Regions from separate parts of the Mus musculus genome. Here regions 1, 2 and 4 are each linked to region 3. A link is a contact called in public HiChIP or PLAC-seq, Micro-C and promoter capture Hi-C data. All regions are on one chromosome and are shown on one strand. The core of a region is the stretch at or near the end of the contact, and the rest is flanking DNA. Distances in the headings are between cores, read along the strand shown. Region 1 overlaps Gm38934 (a long non-coding RNA gene). Region 2 has its middle 24 kb from the start of Gm38934. Region 3 holds the start of Tada2a (transcriptional adaptor 2A). Region 4 holds the start of Hnf1b (HNF1 homeobox B).

Evidence for each region. A called contact is a pair of places that touch in the nucleus more often than the background predicts. HiChIP or PLAC-seq counts read pairs in DNA pulled down with a chosen protein or histone mark. Capture Hi-C pulls out chosen DNA fragments and counts their contacts.
Region 1: a contact with region 3 is called in an H3K27ac HiChIP or PLAC-seq map of extraembryonic endoderm stem cells, with 4 times the contacts expected there. The contact joins the enhancer-like site here to the promoter of Tada2a in region 3. A contact is called at or near these places in 8 of 39 promoter capture datasets (the C10 cell line, the HPC-7 cell line, embryonic stem cells and 3 more), 4 of 484 Hi-C or Micro-C datasets (the Ba/F3 cell line, the HL-1 cell line, embryonic stem cells and 1 more), 5 of 115 datasets of contacts at active chromatin or transcription factors (embryonic stem cells, extraembryonic endoderm stem cells and stem cell-derived neural progenitor cells) and 1 of 9 other capture datasets (macrophages).
Region 2: a contact with region 3 is called in a Micro-C map of embryonic stem cells, with 2.8 times the contacts expected there. The contact joins the enhancer-like site here to the promoter of Tada2a in region 3. A contact is called at or near these places in 12 of 39 promoter capture datasets (the 3T3-L1 cell line, the C10 cell line, the HPC-7 cell line and 6 more), 3 of 15 datasets of contacts at CTCF or cohesin (the NIH/3T3 cell line, pro-B cells and stem cell-derived epiblast-like cells), 22 of 484 Hi-C or Micro-C datasets (the Ba/F3 cell line, CD4 T cells, the HL-1 cell line and 7 more), 7 of 115 datasets of contacts at active chromatin or transcription factors (embryonic basal ganglia, embryonic hindbrain, embryonic stem cells and 3 more) and 3 of 9 other capture datasets (adipose tissue, liver and macrophages).
Region 4: a promoter capture Hi-C map of adipose tissue shows a contact between it and region 3. The contact joins the promoter of Hnf1b here to the promoter of Tada2a in region 3. A contact is called at or near these places in 2 of 115 datasets of contacts at active chromatin or transcription factors (the 230-238 cell line and extraembryonic endoderm stem cells) and 1 of 9 other capture datasets (adipose tissue).

The regions. Positions count from the first base shown.
Region 1 is chr11:83,802,662-83,807,221 of GRCm38.p6, forward strand. It overlaps Gm38934 (a long non-coding RNA gene), which reads right to left. Exons shown (of 3, transcript XR_880088.2): 3 at 1,712-2,035. Among named protein-coding and RNA genes, the nearest start is that of Gm38934, 6.1 kb to the right of the region's middle. Within about 2 kb of position 2,175, at least 4 of the 459 cell types and tissues checked have an H3K27ac peak or open chromatin away from gene starts, as enhancers often do. A contact at or near this core is called in extraembryonic endoderm stem cells, where this site is marked.
Region 2 is chr11:83,784,612-83,789,095 of GRCm38.p6, forward strand. No RefSeq gene overlaps it. Among named protein-coding and RNA genes, the nearest start is that of Gm38934, 24 kb to the right of the region's middle. Within about 2 kb of position 2,705, at least 29 of the 459 cell types and tissues checked have an H3K27ac peak or open chromatin away from gene starts, as enhancers often do. A contact at or near this core is called in the HL-1 cell line, adipose tissue, differentiating embryonic stem cells and 1 more, where this site is marked.
Region 3 is chr11:84,128,280-84,132,945 of GRCm38.p6, forward strand. It overlaps Tada2a (transcriptional adaptor 2A), which reads right to left and starts at 1,289. Exons shown (of 16, transcript NM_172562.3): 1 at 1,258-1,289. It also overlaps a transcript of Acaca not described here.
Region 4 is chr11:83,849,429-83,853,688 of GRCm38.p6, forward strand. It overlaps Hnf1b (HNF1 homeobox B), which reads left to right and starts at 1,441. Exons shown (of 9, transcript NM_009330.3): 1 at 1,441-1,964. The coding sequence starts at 1,621. It overlaps Gm12576 (a long non-coding RNA gene), which reads right to left and starts at 1,203. Exons shown (of 4, transcript XR_388929.3): 1 at 1,079-1,203; 2 at 1-851.

The sequences.
Region 1 (4,560 bases), core at 925-3,424, 320 kb before region 3:
GTCCCAAAGCCTTAACACACCCTAACCCTCTACTCCCGCCTCATCTCCTGTCGCTGTGCTCCCGCCCTGACTACATCTCTTGTATAATCAAGGCAAAGGTCTGGGATGCTCCACTGACCTCCTTTGCTTTCTTTGGCAACATCTTGGTGTAGTTTACCTCACACCTCTTGCACTAGTGTGAGGCCCACAACCTTGCAGTTCAGTCTGACAGAGAGCAGCATAGATAGGTCTTGTGTAAGAAAGAGTCTATGTTGATCAAAATGGAAATGGCACCCGAAGTAAATCCTTGTAGCCCATACCTGCCCTTAGCCAGCCTCTTGACCAGCCTCACGTTTAACACTTCATGGGGGGAGGGGGGGAGTAGATAAAGCAAGAAATTGACCTGAAGCCTGGGTTCTTTCTCCACATGCATCGGCTACTCTCCCTCCTTGACCACAGGATCTCTGCAGCGTCATTAGAAAAGACCAACGCTACAACACAGCCTCAGATGCACAGCATCCCACCCCAACCCAGGGTCACTCACACTATACTGCCCACACAACCATGTGTCACAGGTGCGACTCTAGCAGGCTCTACCTGTGTGAACACTGTGTGGCAGGAGAGAGGAGAAGACAGAAGAAGCAAGCTGAGAAAATTCACCAGGAAGGGGCCCATGGGAAGTCACCTAGTCACGCCAGCTCTGCTACAGGACTACTCTCCTTTAAAGAGGAGGAAAGCTGGAGGGTCAGAAGCCTCAGTCTTAAGCTTCTATGTCTGCCTTCTTACAGGATGCGTGGCAGAACACCCATCCCTTACCGCATACATCTGCTGACACATTGAGAGGAATCCACTTGCTTGTGTCCCGAAACCCATTCAAAGTAGAACAGCCCTGTAGGACTCTGCTTTCAATATTGGGACAAAAAGAAAGATAAGCTTCATTTGACAAGGGAGTGGGGCTCTGGTGGCGCAGGGGCCTCTTGGTCGAGTGATGACAAGCTGTTTAAGGTTTCGGGCTCTCAGGATTTTAGAGAAGATCACGAGGTTGCCGTCTGTGGAACAGGCACACATTCCTGTGCCTCCCCTGGTCCTTCTTTCCCTTTCCTTATAGAGCTGGGAACCAAACCCAGGGCCTTTCACATGCCGGACAAATGCTCTCCCATTGAGCTACATACTCATCTCCTCTCAGGGGCTGATAATTAATTAGACTCACACTTAGAAAACTTTGGGACTTAAAGGAATATGTTGCTTACCAGCCTTATAAGAAGGGTCTCTGAGGGAGCCAGCAGGATGTCTTTGCTGCCAAGCCTGAGGACCCGAGGTCAATCCCTAGGACCTATCTGGTGGAAGGCAAGAACAAGTTGTCCTCTGACCTTAACACACACTCTGTGGCAGGCCCCCTCCATACACAAAGGCAAATAAACAAATGTAATTTTAAAAAAATAATAAAATAAAAATCAAAGAATGATCAGTGAGTGTCTGAAGGCCTTAGGTCAGTGGTTCTCAACCTGTGGGCCGCAACCCCTTCACAGAGGTGTCACCTGAGACAGTCAGAAAACAGGTATTTGCATTTCAATTCATAACAATAGCGAAATTAAAATGAAGTAACAAAAAAACGTATGGTTGAGGGGATTACCACAACGTGAGGAATTAGAGGGTCGCAGCATTTGAACCACTGCCTTAGATGAACACGTGGATCATGAGAGGGAAAACAGCGAGACATTTTCGGACCATCCTCACAACACTCAAGGCACACAGACCGAGCAGAAGGACCGGACCCCTGCTCCGGAAGTGAATTGAACATCCTGACAGACTGAAGCAGGCTATCCTTACTCCCCCCAGGAAGTTCCTTCCCTGATCTGCATGGAATCACTCTGCACACATTGTTTGAGGACCTTTTCTATGCCATGAGCCGCAGATAAAAATACCAGACGGCAAGTGGGAAAACAGACTGGGGTTCGGAGATAGCGTAGCACGAGAGGCAGCGGAGCCTGGAGCCTGGGCGGTCCGACTGCCACAGCAATTCGAATTCAGATCCTCTTTTCAAGGAGATGAGAATCTAGGGAGAACAGATAAACGAGTCAATAATTGAGTGAAGCTGTATCAGCGCTAGAGATGAGGAATACAGACAGGCTGGGGAGGCTCAACCAGCCGGAGATGAAGAGGCAAGCCACGGAGGCAGTAACAAAGGGCCTTTTATACACACGGAAGATTAGATTTGATTTTGAAAGCCACAAGGAGCCACTTCAGGATGCTAAACGGAGAGAGCAAGGAAGGTCTTGGAAAACGTGACTGAGCTCATTGGAGCCGCATTGTGGGAAACGGATTGGAGGCTACCGAAGTAGAAACTAGTGATAGTATTCAAAAAGGTCTCCCATGCCTGCTCCAGCTGTGTCCCCAACCCCCTCCAGCTGTTCTCCGGGGACATGAGCTGTTGTATGGTGGCATTTGGCTTCACTAGCTTGGCTCCCTGTTCTGCACCTCTCTTCTACTTTATAGGTAAATTTTCTAAATTCTTGAGCTGTCTTTAGCTTGTCCTTTTGCCCTCTCTAAGGCCCGGCCTTCCCTGTGTAGCCTAGGCTCACACTTCTGCCTCCACAACCTGAATACTGGGGTTTCCAGATACGCACTAGCAAGGGACAACCAGGCCTTGTCCTTAGGTGATGAACACAGTCAGGCTTCCTGTAGGGGCAGGGAGATCCAGAGGACTCAGTGTACAAAGCCTCAAAAGTCAACCCAAGTTGTAGAGGACCCCTGGAAATTCTGGGACCAGGGAAAGTAGCAGGCTCTAAGTGGAACTGGCCTGAGAGGGAGGCCAGGCATGGCTGCAGGTGGCAGAGCCACAGGGGTGAGGCTCCCCAAGCCTGATGGATGTCTCATCCTGCCATCGTGTGCCCCAGAGGGCAGACATGGGACTACAGTATGTGTACCCTGCTGGGTTTCTTTCGGTCTTGCTTTAATCAGGTCTTTCCTTGATATGCCCCCAATCTCCATATTTGGGTGCAAAGTGCTCGCTCTGTGCCATTGAATATTAGAATAAGTACCTTGGATTGAGGTGGACTTTTTTTCCCCCCAATTTTAGAGCGACTCACGGCTAAGGTCTTTTAGAAGAGCTTTGAGCGTTGGACTTTTGAACAGTGCATTTGTGGAGACTCTTTAAGTAGGACTGAATGTATCTTGTGTTAGGAGATGACCGTGGGCCTACAGGTGCTACAGGCAGAGTGTTCTGGTTTTGAATCTGAAAAAAATTCCCATGGGCTCATGTGCCAAACCCTTGATCCCAGCTGGCGGCACCGTGCGCGGAGGGAGGCTGTGAAACCTTTGGTGGCCAAAGGTGATTGGAGGTGATTTGCTGGTGATAGCCCAGCTCTGAATCCCAGGCAGCCAGGAAACAAGCAGCTGCTCTAGGTCTCCAACCAGCACAGACTGAGGGTTCCTACTGCGGCCCCTTCTTTATGCCCTTCATGTCAGTGACTATGTCCCTTCAAACTGTGAGCTAAAATAAGTCCTTATTCCCCGAGGTTGCCTCTGTCAGAAATTTTGGCCACAACAACCTCCCTTGCCAATTGAATGTTATTAATATACCAACTGAGATAAATTATGGGATGGGAGCCAGAGGTCAATGCCTGTGTTGTCCTTACCCTGACCTTCCTCTAGTTTTGTGATCTAATTTTTTCATTCTTATTTTATGTATATGAGTGTTTTGACTGCACTCATACATGTATACCTCATGTGTGCCTGGTACCCACAGAGGCCAGAAGAAGGTGTTGGTTCCTTCCAGAACTGGAGTTACAGAGAGTTGGGAGCCTACATGTGGGTGTTGGGAACTGAACCCAGGTCCTCTGCGTGAGGTAAGCTATCACCACTGAACTATCACTCCAGCGCCTCCTCCTTCGTTTTTGAGACAGTCTCTCACTGAATCTGGAGCTCACTCTCAGACTGGCTAGCCTGGTTGGCCAGCAACACTCAGGAATCCTCCTGTCTCCGCCTTGCTAGTGCTGGGATTACAGATGATGTGCACTACCACATCTGCTTTTGACATGGGTGCTGGGAACCTGATCTCAGGTCTTCATGTCTATCCATCACTGACTGAGCCTTATCCCCTCTCCTCCTCTTTGTCCTCTTTACTGTCTTTTCCTCCTCTGCACCAGGCAGTCTGGCGGGTCCTCCTGATCTTTGGCTGAGCAGCTGGTGAGGTGACTGATCAATGTAATGCTCTTTACTTGGGTTAGAACTTGATCAAAGAGAAAGTAAGTAGGAATTGTCTGTGGCACTCTGGCGAGCACTGGCATGTGCAGCCCCTCCCTGGGCCCCGATGAGATTTCCCAGCCTCATCATCTAACTTCCTGCTAATGTTTTAAGCTCTTGGTAGCCTGCCATGAAATCCATCCATCCATCCATCCATCCATCCATCCATCCATCCGTCTGTCCATCCATCCGTTCATCCTTTTTCTCTGTCTCTATCTTAGTTAGGGTTTCTAAGGTTATGCTGTGAAGAGACACTATGACTACAGAATCTCTTAAAAAGGAAAACATTTCACTGGGGATGGCCACAGGTTCAGAGGTTCAGTCCATTATTGTCAT
Region 2 (4,484 bases), core at 1,455-3,954, 340 kb before region 3:
GGGCGTACCCAGCTGTTTTATGTGGGTGCTGGGGAGCTGAACTCAGGTCCTCAAGATCCCATAGGAAGTGTTCTTATTCACTGAGCTATCTCTCCACCACCAAATTAGATTTTTTTTTTCCATTTTACTTTTTATGTGTGTGGGTGTTCGGCCTATCTATGCCTGTGACCAGTTTTGCCGTACCTGTAGAGGCCAGAAGAGGGCATCAGATTTCTTCCCCCTGGAGCAGAAGTTACAAGGGGTTGCAAGCTGCTTTGTATGGACTAAACTTGGGTCCTCTGTAAGAGCAACAAGTGCTTTTAACCACTAAGCTATCTCTTCCTGCCTAAAGGCCTGTATTTCCCACTAACCCTCACCACTAAGTACCCATAGTCAACATCAGGAAAATAGGACTAAATATACTTTGACTTGACTAAGTTAAAACAATTCCTTGACAATGAATCACTGGTACAAAACAGGGGTTATAACTTATGCTTAGTTAACAGCAGTAGGTAATACTGGCTGTGTTTTACTTTGCAAATACTCCCCAGGCTCTCACACGCTTTATCCTAATGTATGTAAGACTCTTAGACAACCTCGTCATAGGAAAGGATATGATTTTTAAAAAAAAAAAAAAAAAAGATTTGCTTATTGCTATATGTACGTACACTGTAGCTGTCCTCGGACACACCAGAAGAGGGTGTCAGATCTCATATGGATGGTTGTGAGCCACCATGTGGTTGCTTGGATTTGAACTTGGGACCTTTGAAAGAGCAGTCAGTGCTTTTACCCACTGAGCCATCTCTCCAGCAAAATATTATTTTTACATGCTCTAACTACTTAATATTTTCATCTCATTGATTCTTTTTTTTATCCATTTAGCAAACTTTTTTAAAAAGTTGCAAGGTCTTGGATCTACAGATAGCACAGTTGAACTCCTGCAGTTTGGTATAATGGCCAGCAGGTGGAGACAGAGATCACAAAGTCATTTAGACTGGACATGAGTAGGGTGGAGTGGAGTCGGGTGGGGGTGGGTATCCAGTTCTCATTAGAAACAAGGGTGAGGAGCAGGCTTAACGTTGAAGTCACCTGGGACAACTTCAATGACTTATGGCAGTTCACAGATTCTGAGTTGAGTGGTCTGAGGTGTGTTGCCTTTGGGAGTTTTATAATAGTTGTATTACTGTTTCTACTTACAGCGACGTCTCAGACTTCAGAACACGCCACAAGGGTTGGTTAGTGTGTTGCAGAACCTTCTGGAGAATTTATGAACCCCTGATGTAGTCTTTGTCCTGGAAAATCAGTATATATCTGCCTGCTTGTGTGTGCACATGTGTGCAGATACCCGAGGCCAGAAGAGGGTCTTGGATCCCCTGAAACTGGGGAGAGCATTGGGACCTATCTGATGTGGGTGCTGGAAACCAAGCCCAGGTTCTCTGTAAGAACAGCAAATGCTCTTAACTGCTGAGCCTCCTCTCTAGCTCCATTATTTGTGTCTCTTGTTTTTTGTTTGTTTTTAGGGGGTAGGTTTTGTTTTGAGATGAGCTGTCACCAAATGCACGGGCTGGAGTTCCGTTCTCAACCGTCCTGCCTTAGCCTCCACAGTATTGGGATCACAGGTCCACACCCAGCACGTAACTCTTCAGTAGGCATTTGGATCTCTCAGCACATGAACTGAGGTTGACATGGAAGGGAAGCCCTAAGAGCTTCAGCGATTGTCCGTGGTATTCACACCATCCTTCCGTCTCCGGGATGTCCCTTGTTCCTAGGTTGCAGGCTTTTCTTCCTGGACCCTTTTCTGCTTGGCCCCATTTGCTGGGGTAGTTACCACTGGATGCTCAGTACTGGCTTGAAAACTCCCGATGGAGGGAAAACGTACTCTCCTTGCTAGCCCCATCTTTCAGAACACGCTTTACCACTCTTTTATGGTCACCTGCCTGCTTATCTGTGGCCCTCCCTGCTGGATATAAGTCACTTCCTGTCTTGTTGGCCTTTCCTCGCCTGAACAGGTCCTGGCAAGAGTCTGTTGAGTGAATTGGAAAGGAATACAACACCCCCTCGTATCGACGAGCACCGAGGCCTCGGAGGGGAGATGGTAGCCCTCATGACCAAGCTCACCAAGGGGACAGCGGGAATGGAATTCAGGTCTTGGAGGCTTCTCTATCTTATACTGTCTCCTACATGGCTTTGCTACTGTACATATGTGAAACCCAGATGTGGGGGAAATTAACATATAAAGAACGCTCTTTCCAAGCTTGGGACTTTATTTTTGCTTTTACCACATTTGAAATTCCACACATGGCTATCACTCAGATTCAAAGGTGAACGCTAAGCCAGTTCAAGCCAAGAGGCACTCCCAGATGAGGGTGGTGAGGGCTGGACCCAGGCCAGCACAAGAGGAAAGCCAGTCAGGCTGTTCTTCCTGACTAGGAAAGGGAGGAAATCACATTTGAGGAGGGAGTGGCCTAACCCAAGGCAGGGAGGTTTAGCCAAGCGGATGGCCTCTGGTGGGTTAGCTTGTGACGCTCAGCATGGTGAGCCCATAGAGAGGTCATGGGCAGTGTCGGTAGGCTTACTAGACTTGTAGGTATCCCTAAAGCAAAATAGATTTGCTTTAGGGAGCACTCAGGTAGCAGATGGAGCACGAACAGAAGGGAGGAGCTGAGGGTTCTCACTCGAGGCTTCATTGTAGTTGCTGCCCGTGTAACCTGAGCCCTGGGATATTGAAACTCCCTTCCTTGTGACTGAGGTGTTGGCCATAGAGGGTGCCCCTCAGGAGGCACAGGAGCCTCCCAGGTATGCCATGCAGAGGAGGTCAGGTAGCATGGACCGAAGAAGCTCGGCATAACTCGAGGAAAGACAATGCTGGGTGTGAATCCACAAAGCCAGGAAGAAAGCGCAGCAGGCAGTCCCTCCAAAATTTCCACACAGTCACCACATGACTCAGCAACTCCAGGTGACACCCCAAACAAATGATGTGACCAAGTACAGCAGTGCCCACAGCTGCAGCATTCGGGATAGCCCCTAACTAGCAACGGCGGCTCTGCTGGCGACCAGAGAACGGCATGATGTGTGTCTACTCGGTGGAATAATATTGGGCTGTAGAAAAGGTGAAATATCAATATACTCCATATCGTGGGTGAGCCATTAAATGCTATGCTAAGTCAAAGAAGACAGCCACGTATACTGTAGGTTTTCATTTACATGAGATGCTCAGAATAACATTTAAGTGTTTGCCTGAACAGGTGTTGGGGATAATAAGGGAAAGTACCTGAGTTGGGTTCCCAGGACCCACGTCCAATGGCTCACAGCCACCTGTCACTCCAGGGGATCCAGCGCTCTCTTCTGGTCTATGAGGGCAACTGCACTCACATGACACAAGTGTCAGGTCAGCTTGACTTCATAAGAACGGAACAGCTCTGGAACAGTAGGATTTTCATTCATTTATTCATTCATCCATTCACTGGAGAAGATATCTGGAGAATTTATCAAATATATAAGATATAATATATAAAAATCAGGCAAGTGCAGGGCAGTGGTGGTGCATGCCTTTAATTCCAGCACTTAGGAGACAAAGACAGGCAGATTTCTGAGTTCAAAGCCAGCCTGGTCTACAGAGTGAGTTTCAGGACAGCCAGGGCTACACAGAGAAACCCTGTCTCAAAAATAAAAAAGAAAAAGAAAAGAAAAGAAAAAGAATCAAGCAGAAGAAAATATCAGGGAACAAGGAAAAAAAAAGTCCTGCAGATATCACACTTGATCAGGACGGTAAGCTAATACCGTCAGTGACCTGGGGTCTCGGGGGCCAGAGGCAAGGAAAAACAGATCATGGCCGGACAGAAAGCTCTGGGCAGATTATAGTTTGGCACGAGGTGTGAAGGAAGTTCTCCCTGGGAAGACAACCTTTGAGCAGAGGCAGGCGGGGGTGACCCTTGGGGTGACCACAGAGCTGTACAGCAGGTGGCACGTAGGACACACAGGCTATCTTAGAGGGGCAGGAGGTAACAGAGCAGAACAGCAGGTGGAAACAGGAGGAGGCTGAGCGTGGTAACTGGGATGTGGGGCCTTCCTGGCCTTGTCCCCCCACCATAAAGAGGAGGGGTTTAGGAACCATGGGTGGGGAGGGCTGTGAGCAGAGCTTTGCCCTGACCTTATGGAAGGGCCCCTCTAAGTCAAGGTTTTCAACCATGGCACTGTTAATTCCTCGGGCAGGCTGGTTCCTTGTAGGTGCACTGTGGGATGTTTGTCAACATCTCAAACCCCTTACTTAACCAGACGCCAGGAAGAATCCCCCTAACTATGACAACCCAACATATCTCATGCTTTGGAAAATGTGCCCTGGAGGGCTAAGAAGCCCAAAGTGGAGAAGCATCGCTCTTCTCTGAGCCTTAGCTTGTAGGGGGCATGGGTTCAGGGAGCTCTGGTCTGAAAGGCTGGATTTGGGGGTGGTCGTGACACCTGTAGGATAACATGTCTCTCGTGCAGTGAGACAACCTTCCACCCTG
Region 3 (4,666 bases), core at 39-2,538:
CAGCCCCCCCCCCTTTTGTTTTTAAAGATTTATTTATTTTATTTATATGAGTACATTGTAGCTGTCCTTAGACCCACCAGAAGGCATCAGATCCCATTACAGATGGCTGTGAGCCACCGTGTGGTTGCTGGGATTTGAACTCGGAACCTCTGGAAGCGCAGCCAGTGCTCTTAACCGCTGAGCCATCTCTCCAACCAAAATAGGTTTTTCACGTTGACATTTTTAGCTTGGGGACTGACATACAAAGTATATGCAATGCTTAGATAAGAAGGCTGAGGGTCAAACTTTAGGCTATTTTGGGTAGGGGTGAGTTTTTACTCTATTTCCAAGAAAAATGATCTTTGAAGAACGTTGTGGCTCAGTAGTTCAGTTGTAGGGTGTTTTAGCAAGGATGCTTTATATTCACACTCCAGCATCCATTGAGCAAACAAACCCAGTACTCCAGAGGTACAGACAGTACGATCAGTTCATGGAAACTCTTGGCTACATTAAGTTCAAGGTTAGCCCAAGATACATGAGGCTGACTAAAAAAAAAAATTAATTAAAAAAAAAATTAACAAAGGCATATGTCAGGTACTAAATGTAATCTTAGTACGGGGACTATATCTTGGAATCCTAACAATCTCCTGACATAGGCTGTTTTCCCCAAGAAAATGAAGCGCTAAAGATTGGGGTATTTGCACAATGTTTTTACAGCCTGGTGAACAGCAGGGCTCTATCAAGACCTTTACAGTGGCAAAGATTCTACAGTACGTTCTGACAAACACTTCACATTGCAAAGCACAATGCTGCAGAAAGCAAAATCCTCCTTCCTCTCCTTCCTTAGAAGACCACGCAGTGACACTAACATCCTTGAGAGATGGGCTACATTTAAATTAATTACAAGAGGGATCAGGGAAGGCATGGAGGGGCAGGATCCCATGAGCACAGGGGAGCCGCGGGCTTGGCAGTTGTGCAGTTAACATCCTTAGAGCTGCACGGTCTTGGGCAGGTCACTGTAGCCGGGCCTCGACCGCAAAACAGTGCTAAACACTGGGGCGCGGAGACCCACGTGGGGGTTCGGCGGGTCAGGTGGGCCGGGGCCGTGCTCCACCGCCCAGCCGGGAATACGGAGCTGCGGCACCGCCAGCCGCCGGGGGGAGGGGCTCGGGACTCGCCCGGCCGCGCCAACCTCCCCCGCCGCGTGGCCCCGCCGCGCCAGCCGGCACCTCGTGACCCCGCGTGCCCTCGCTCCCGCCGCTCGGCCCCGCGCCTCACCTCGCCACGTCCCGCACCTCGGCGCCGAAGAGCCCGCCGCTGCGCGCGCTGTGCAGACTCTGCGTGCGCGCCGCGGCCTGCGTGCGCGGCCTCGACTCACGTGCGCGGTCCCGTGCCGCGAGCACGCCGAGGCGGTCCCGCCTCCTCCAGTCTGGCAGCGGGCGGGTCCCGGTGGCGCCGCCCCGGGATGGGGAGCGTGGTACCTGGCTGCTAGTCGGTGGGCTCTGAAGTCTGACCTGCTGTCACTTTCTCCGTCGCCACAAGCGGCCCGGTGGCATGTGCTAAGGCGGCTTCCGCTGTTTCAGTCTAGATTTTTTTCTTAACAGTCCCATTCCAATTCTTTTGCAAGCAAAGAAACTGAGGCTGCCCAGGCTCTGGACTGGAGGATGACGAGCCCCGGGCGCATCATGCCACTCATGGATTACCCGGACTGAATGACTTGAGGGGTGAAGAGGGTCCTTTTTATTCTGATGCTTCTGGGACGTCGAAATTGCCTTCTCTGGAAAGACCCATCCCCTGCCTGGGCTTCAGAGGCCCACATGGAAACGCAGTGATGATGTGGTGGTCCACTCTGATGTCACTCTTGAGGGCTAGGTATGTCCCAACATCTCTTATTACTAATAGTATAGATTCTTATAAGAGCTTCCATTTGTGGAGTCCTTCAATACTGCATGCCAGGCATTGTACAAAGCGGGTTACACATAAGGGTTCGTCTAAAACAACTTTCTGAGGGAGGCACTGTTACTGTCCTCATGGTCCAGCATTGAAATATATAACTTAGGATCACAGTGCTACCAAGTGTTGGGGAAGAGCTCTATTCCAACCCATGGCTTGATCTTAACTATTATGCTGTATATCTATTTAAAAATCTGTTTCATAGATTTGCCCAATTTCTGTTGGAATTCATTTATACGATATCTGCCCGTGTGGCATCTTGATTTGTTTTTTGGTACACAGGTAATATAAGTCTATTGTTAAAATAAAAATAAAATCTGCAGCTGGGTGCAATTAGTGGCTCACATCTGTGATCTCAACACTTGGAGAGTGCAGGACAATTGCTTTGAGATTGAGATCAATCTGGGCTACAGAGTAAGAGATCTGTCTCAAAAAAAAAAAGAGTAGTAAAGAAAAAACATTAAAAATTCACATGTGAAAGTCATCCCCACCACGTTAAATAAACAGTTGATGCTATAGAGTACTTCACATTTACTGACTCTCCAAATCCATTCATTTCACAAAAGCACAACGAACAGCCACTTCCCTGGGTGCTGAGAATTTGGTAGTGAGCGAAGTATATGCTCTTGCACATAAGGTTTGTGTATTTTATATATAAGCAATAAAATATAAGTATGTTGCATATTAATATATAAGTAACAAATATTTTTAAATGCCTCATAATGTGGTTTTATGGGAAATAAATCAGGATCCAGATATAACAGTGATAGATTTTCTTTTAGTCAGGATAGGGAAGAAAGGCTTCCTAGCAGACATAACACACAAGAGGAAATCCAATTATTGAATGAGAAACAGAAGCTTCCAGATTTCTAGAGAGAACCATAGATGAGACTCAGCAGGTACGGTGGCCCTGGTGCGTGGCTTTGATAGGCATGGAGAAGAAGAAGCAAGAAGGTCAGAGTGGCTGGAGCAGATCCAAGTAAAGAGATTTGATGGAAAACAGCCTGGACCCAGGTCCCACATCACTTGGTAAACTTTGGTTGGATTTTTTTATTTCACTGGGATATGATAGAATTCCATGAAGGGTAGACATCAATGTATTTAAGAAAAGAATAGTGGCTCATGCCTGTAATGCCAGCACACAGGAGGTCAGCCTACGCAAAAAATTCCAGTTCAGTCCGGTGCATGTGACCCTGACTCAAAAAATGGATAAATTAAAATGTCCAATGTCTGGAAAAACCAAAAAAATAAAAAATAAAATGTCCAAGAGGGATGAAATTTAAATGGATTAAAATGTATCCAAAGGGATCCAACAAAGTATGATGTCATAAGCGTGAAAATCACACAAATAATGAAACCCATTACGTTAACTTAAAAATTAGCGCAAAAACTAAAAATGTCAGGGTGTGGTGGGATGTCTCTGTCAGTGAAGTGTTTGAATTTAAACCTCGGTGCCCTAGTCAAGGTGGTGCGTGCCTGTAGCCCCAGCACTGGGACGGAGACCAGAGGATCCCTGGGGCATGTTGGTCAGCCAGTCTAGCTGAATCAATGAGCTTCAGGTTCCTTGAGAGAGAACTCTCTCAGAAAAATAGAATGAAGGGGTTGGGAGATGCCGCAGTCAATGGAGTACATGTCGACCTGAGTTCAGATCACTAGCACCACTATTCCACTCGGTACCAATCCCACACTGGGGAGAGGTGAGACAGGCACATACCTGGAGCTCATTGGCCAGCCAGCCTAGCCAAAGCAATGACGTCCAGGAGAAGCCCTGCCTCAAAACACAAGGTGGAGAGCACGTGAGGAAGGCAGCCAACATCAACCTCTGCCCTCCATATGTAAAGGCATATATGGTTAACTATATACATATATGCATGCATGCGAGCACACACACACACACACACACACACACACACACACACACACACACACACCCAGTGAAAAGGAAGGATGACACTGTTAGAGGCAGTGCCTTCCTCGGTTTCTTCCCTTAGCAGTGTAGTGTTGGTAGCATGGCAGGACCATCGGAAGAGAAGGGTAGAGATCACAGACGACGGACTTTAGAAGCCAGGTTTTGTTTGGGAATCTGTGTTTTGCGTACTAACTGGAAATCACAATAGGACTCTGCTGCTCAGTGGAGAGCTCAGGGCTCAAATTGTGTAACGAGTATAATTGTTTCTTTGTGTTTTCCCCAGCTTGAGAACAGACCGCCCTTTCTCTTTGTAACCTCAGCACCCAGAAAGGTAGGACCAGCAGATACTGGTGAAATGAATAAAGACAAAGGTATGGCCACAGAGAGTGGAACACACCTTGAATCCTGGCACTCAGGAGTCAGTGGCAAGAGTCATTGTCGCAAGCTGAGGCCAGTTTGGTCTGTAGCACAGCTTGCAGGCCAGTCAAGGATTACATAGGGAGTTTCTGTCTCAAAACACAGAAACGAAAAAGGCAAAAGACATAGATAGAGTGACTGGTGGGGGAGTGGGTATGTGTGAGATGGAAAAAGAAGTCCTAGGGACTGGAGACATGGCTCAGTGTTTAAGAGCACTGGCTGTTCTTATAAGAGGACCTAGGTTCACCAGATGGTAGCTCACAACTACCTGCAACTCCAGTTTCGAGGGAACCAGTGCCTTCTGACCCCCATGGGCACCAGGCTTGCAAGTGATACACATACATGCAGGCAAAGCACTTATACACATCAAATAAATGGAAAAAAAACCTTTTTGTTGTTTTTGTTTTC
Region 4 (4,260 bases), core at 191-2,690, 280 kb before region 3:
TATTTCACAAATGAGAGAACCGAGGTTCAAAACCGCCTCTACCCTGGGGAAATGTGTGTGCCTGTGCGTGTGCGTGTGCGTGTGCGTGTGCGTGTGCGTGTGCGTGTGCGTGTGCGTGTGCGTGTGCGTGTGCGTGTGCGTGTGTGTGTGTGTGTGTGTGTGTGTGTGTGTGTATGTGTGTGTGTGTAAGCAGTTTCCTTCCCTGCAGCTCAGGTCCCTGCCTGGAGGTCTGGGTGCGGCTTGTGCCTCCTTGCTTCCTCTCCGGGTCCCAGGGGAGATGTGGCAGAAACTCCTGCCGTGCTGTGCCGAAAGGCTCAGAGCTTCCTTCCGGACCAGACCTGGGTGGGGGAAAAAACATTTTTTTTTCTTCAGTGGCTTTAGGGGTGCCTGCTCTAGGTGGCATACAAGACTCCTGCCACCACCACAGTGAACTTGTGTTTATAGAGCGCGATTCTTAACTCCCGGTACAACGGACTTCCTAGAATTAAGAACCAAAACAGTGGTCCTGGGTAATCCAGAGCTGCAACAGTCGGTCCAGCCACAGGTCAATCTACACATTCACTACTAGAAAGGAGACTCCGTAGCCCTAGTTTTGGGTGCAGAGCTCAGGCGCTGTTGGGTTCCGGGTTTAGGCAGAAGGCGAGCTCCAGGTGTCCTGCTCCCCCTTGGCTTGGCGGGGCAGGTAGCTGGTGAGCCCTGCAGCGGCAGAGCTCCACTTTCGCTACTCCCTCTGGCCATAAACGAATCGGCGTCTCCTTTCAAGGGTCCCGCAGGCCTCTAGCACGTTAACAACGCGCGGTCCTGGTCAGGAATCCGGCAAATCCAAACTACCAGGCGGAGCTGAGGAGGACCTGGAGAGCAGTAACCGAGGTAAAAAGAAATGGGGTCCCTCCAATTCGTTGTAACCGCGCCTAAAGCCACTCTTATTCCTGGCGCCCATTCCCAAAGAATCTGATTCGCCACCATCTGACTACATCTCCAGGCTTGCTACCTGCAGACAACCTGGAGGCTTTCTGCTCTCCTCACCCTCCCCCCCTCCCCCTTGCCAAGGCACCCCAACTTTGTCCAGCTCTCTCACCTGAACCCCCGAAGCGCAGTTTCTTCTTTCTGGACTAAAGCCGAACCTGTCGCTAGTGGAAAGGTCCCCCACCCCCACCCAGCCCAGGCTGCAAGCCGCTTGCTTTACCAGTCCAAAGGTCACCTAAAGTTTGGCTGATAAACAGAATCGGTAGAGAAGATTTGGAGCCCCCCAGCGTGAGTAGAATGGGCTCTGGCAAGTCCCAATCCCGGCCCAAGTCTCTCGCTCCGTTGGACTGTCCCTTAGGTTCTCCCACTTTCTCGGTTTTTCCCCCCTCCCCACCACCATTTGCATCTTGCCGAAAGCTGAGCCCTTCCCACTCATTTGCATATCTTATATGGCCTAATGGTGGAGATCATGGCAAGTTAGAAGTTTTCTGACTCCTCTCGGAGGAGTCTCCGGGACCCCAGAGAGTAACAGGTGTCTGAAAGCTAAAGGGTGGAGGGGTTCCAGGACTTGGAGTTCTCTTGTAAAACTCCCCTCCACCCTCCTCTCTCACACCCACCCATCCCCTCAACCCCTTCTTTTTCCGTCCTTGGAAAATGGTGTCCAAGCTCACGTCGCTCCAGCAAGAACTCCTGAGTGCCCTGCTGAGCTCCGGAGTCACCAAGGAAGTGCTGATCCAGGCCTTGGAGGAGTTACTGCCGTCCCCGAATTTCGGGGTGAAGCTGGAGACACTGCCCCTGTCCCCCGGGAGCGGGGCGGATCTCGACACCAAGCCGGTTTTCCATACTCTCACCAATGGCCACGCCAAGGGCCGCTTGTCTGGGGACGAGGGCTCAGAGGACGGCGACGACTATGACACTCCTCCCATCCTCAAAGAGCTCCAGGCGCTCAACACCGAGGAGGCCGCGGAGCAGCGGGCCGAGGTGGACCGGATGCTCAGGTAGGCAAGCGAGCGAGGTACGCCCTGGAGCCCGAGCAGTCTCTGGAGTCCCCGGCCCCTCACCGGAGGCATGAGGTGTACACTGCTCTCCCCAAGCCCCTTCCCCACGGGAAAAATAGCCCGGGGGCACTCCGCTTCTCTGCTAACTATTGAACCTGGCCCTCCACCGGGCGACCTGGAACCCCCAGGCTTCGTCTGCCTCCACCTATGCGGGCAGCCTGGACCCAGGCACTTTGTTGGTGGTACCCAGTCACGAGAACCGAAGGTGCGGAGCCTTAGGTCACATGACCAGAGGGGCTGGTGGGTGCAGCGAAAAGGCTGCAATTGCCCCCGGACCCACCAAACTTCCCAAACCCCAAGCCACGTATTAATCCCTGCGATCTGCAGTTCTCTGCAAAAGACCTGGCAGCATCAGTGGCCGAGGCCTGGGAAGCAAGTTCTCTGATTGTGTCCTTACAGAGCCAAGTTTAGAATTATAAAGTGGAAAGTTTGTTGTAGGGTCACCAGTGCCGGGCAAAAGAAACCATGAACAAAGGGAGAGAGAATAGGTGCTCCTAAGACCACCATGCCCTTTTGCAGAGGTGGGCGTGTACGCATCTCACTAACGACACCCCAGCAGGCTTAGGGGAGCCCAGGCTGGCTGGCGGTCCCTCCGGTGGCTGGGATCACTTGCCGGTCCTCTCGCCCGGGCCTACGCTTTGACAGCTAGTTACTAATTATCCAAGGAGCCAAGCGGCTCCCTTAGACTGCGCGTCGCTCCGGGGCCACTTGGCTTCAGAAAGGAGCCCCTCGCGTGGCCTCTGACTCTTAAGCCCTGCGGCTTCAAAGTTTCAGAGTTCCGGAGTGACTGTGGCGGCCTCCCTGGCTCGGCTTCCTCTCCTGCAGCGCGCGCTTGGGGTGGGATATGACCTTGCATTTGAATTTGCGCTTTGGGGACCCGGCCGCTCGCCCTCTAGCCAAGGCAATCTGGAGGACTTCTAAAAGTTTTTTGTTTTTTTTGTTTTTTTAACCCCTAAAATGATTTTGCTCTAATTTAAAAGCTTGGGTTTCTTTCGTTGCTGTTTCTCCACGTAGCAATGATTTTTTTTTTCCCCCTCTGGCTGAGTTTAGCGGCCTGGATGGTGTCAGGGGTAGAGGGTACAGACTGAGGTACCGAGCCCCTCGGAAGGTTTGGGACGGCAGGCTGGCAGAAAATTTATCCTGGGGCCTGGCTCAGGGACCCGGCATCCCGTCGCCAGCCCCCTGGGGCCTAGGTCCTTCCTCCTGAGAGCCACTGTCTAGTTCGCCTCGGAGCCGACTTAGGGAAGCCCGGGAGGCCGAGGGCGCCTCTCCACCGTGGTCCCCACCCCGGGCTGGACAGAGCGGAGATGTAACATAAACTGCAGCACGTGGAGTTGGGGTGTTATTAATTTATTCCTATAAATCATCAACAGAAAGTACACAAAACGTGATTAGGTTGAAAAGAGAGGCGGGTTATTCATTGGTGAAGTTGTAAACTCGGCTTAGAAAGGGAAGGAAATCAAAACGCAGGAGGGGGTGCTCGCCGGACACACGCGCGGAGGTACGGGACGCACCCCCAGGTCCCCGCGCTGCTCTGGGAAGCCGACACCCGCAGAGCTCTGCGGGCGCAGAGTCTCTGAGTCGGGGGTCTTAGGACCTGGGCCTTCTTCCCACCCCCAAGCCATGGGGAGCAGAAGGAGAGGAGCCCAGACTCTAGCTGGGGTGAGGACCCAGGGCACACCCTGAAGCTCTGTCCCATTCGCAAGCTGGTGCCGCCTTCCCTCCCCTGGGCCTGGAGCGTCTGACTTTATTAAAGTAATTTTTCAAGAAATTGCTAGCGGCTCGCAGGTCACCGCGCAGCCGACTGCAGGGTACCGGGCACTCTCTTTTGTTTTTCTCTTCCCGCTCCACCCCCTTGTTCCCCTGTAAGTCAGAAAGAAAAGAAAGGTGTGCGGGGGAGGAGGGTCACTCGGTGGCGCGCCTGGTCGCCTTTACCCTGGCTGGAAGAACCTGGCCAGAGTGGAGGGTTGCAAACGGCGGTGTCGCGCGCTCCCCGGCTGCGGGTCGGAGGCTGGTGTGCCCCAGGGGCTTAGGAGACCTGGTGGGCCACCTAGGGACCAAGGCCCCTGGTTCCCCGCGAGCCGGGACCCAGAGAGTCTCTGCTCCTGGGAAGCAAAGTCACCCTTGAGGAAGGAGCGGGCTGGACGTTGTGGCCACTGTGGGTTTGCTTTTGACACCTGCGCTGGCTCTACAAAGGCCGAGCGCTCCTCGCTACAGCGAGTTTCTCCTAGGGAGG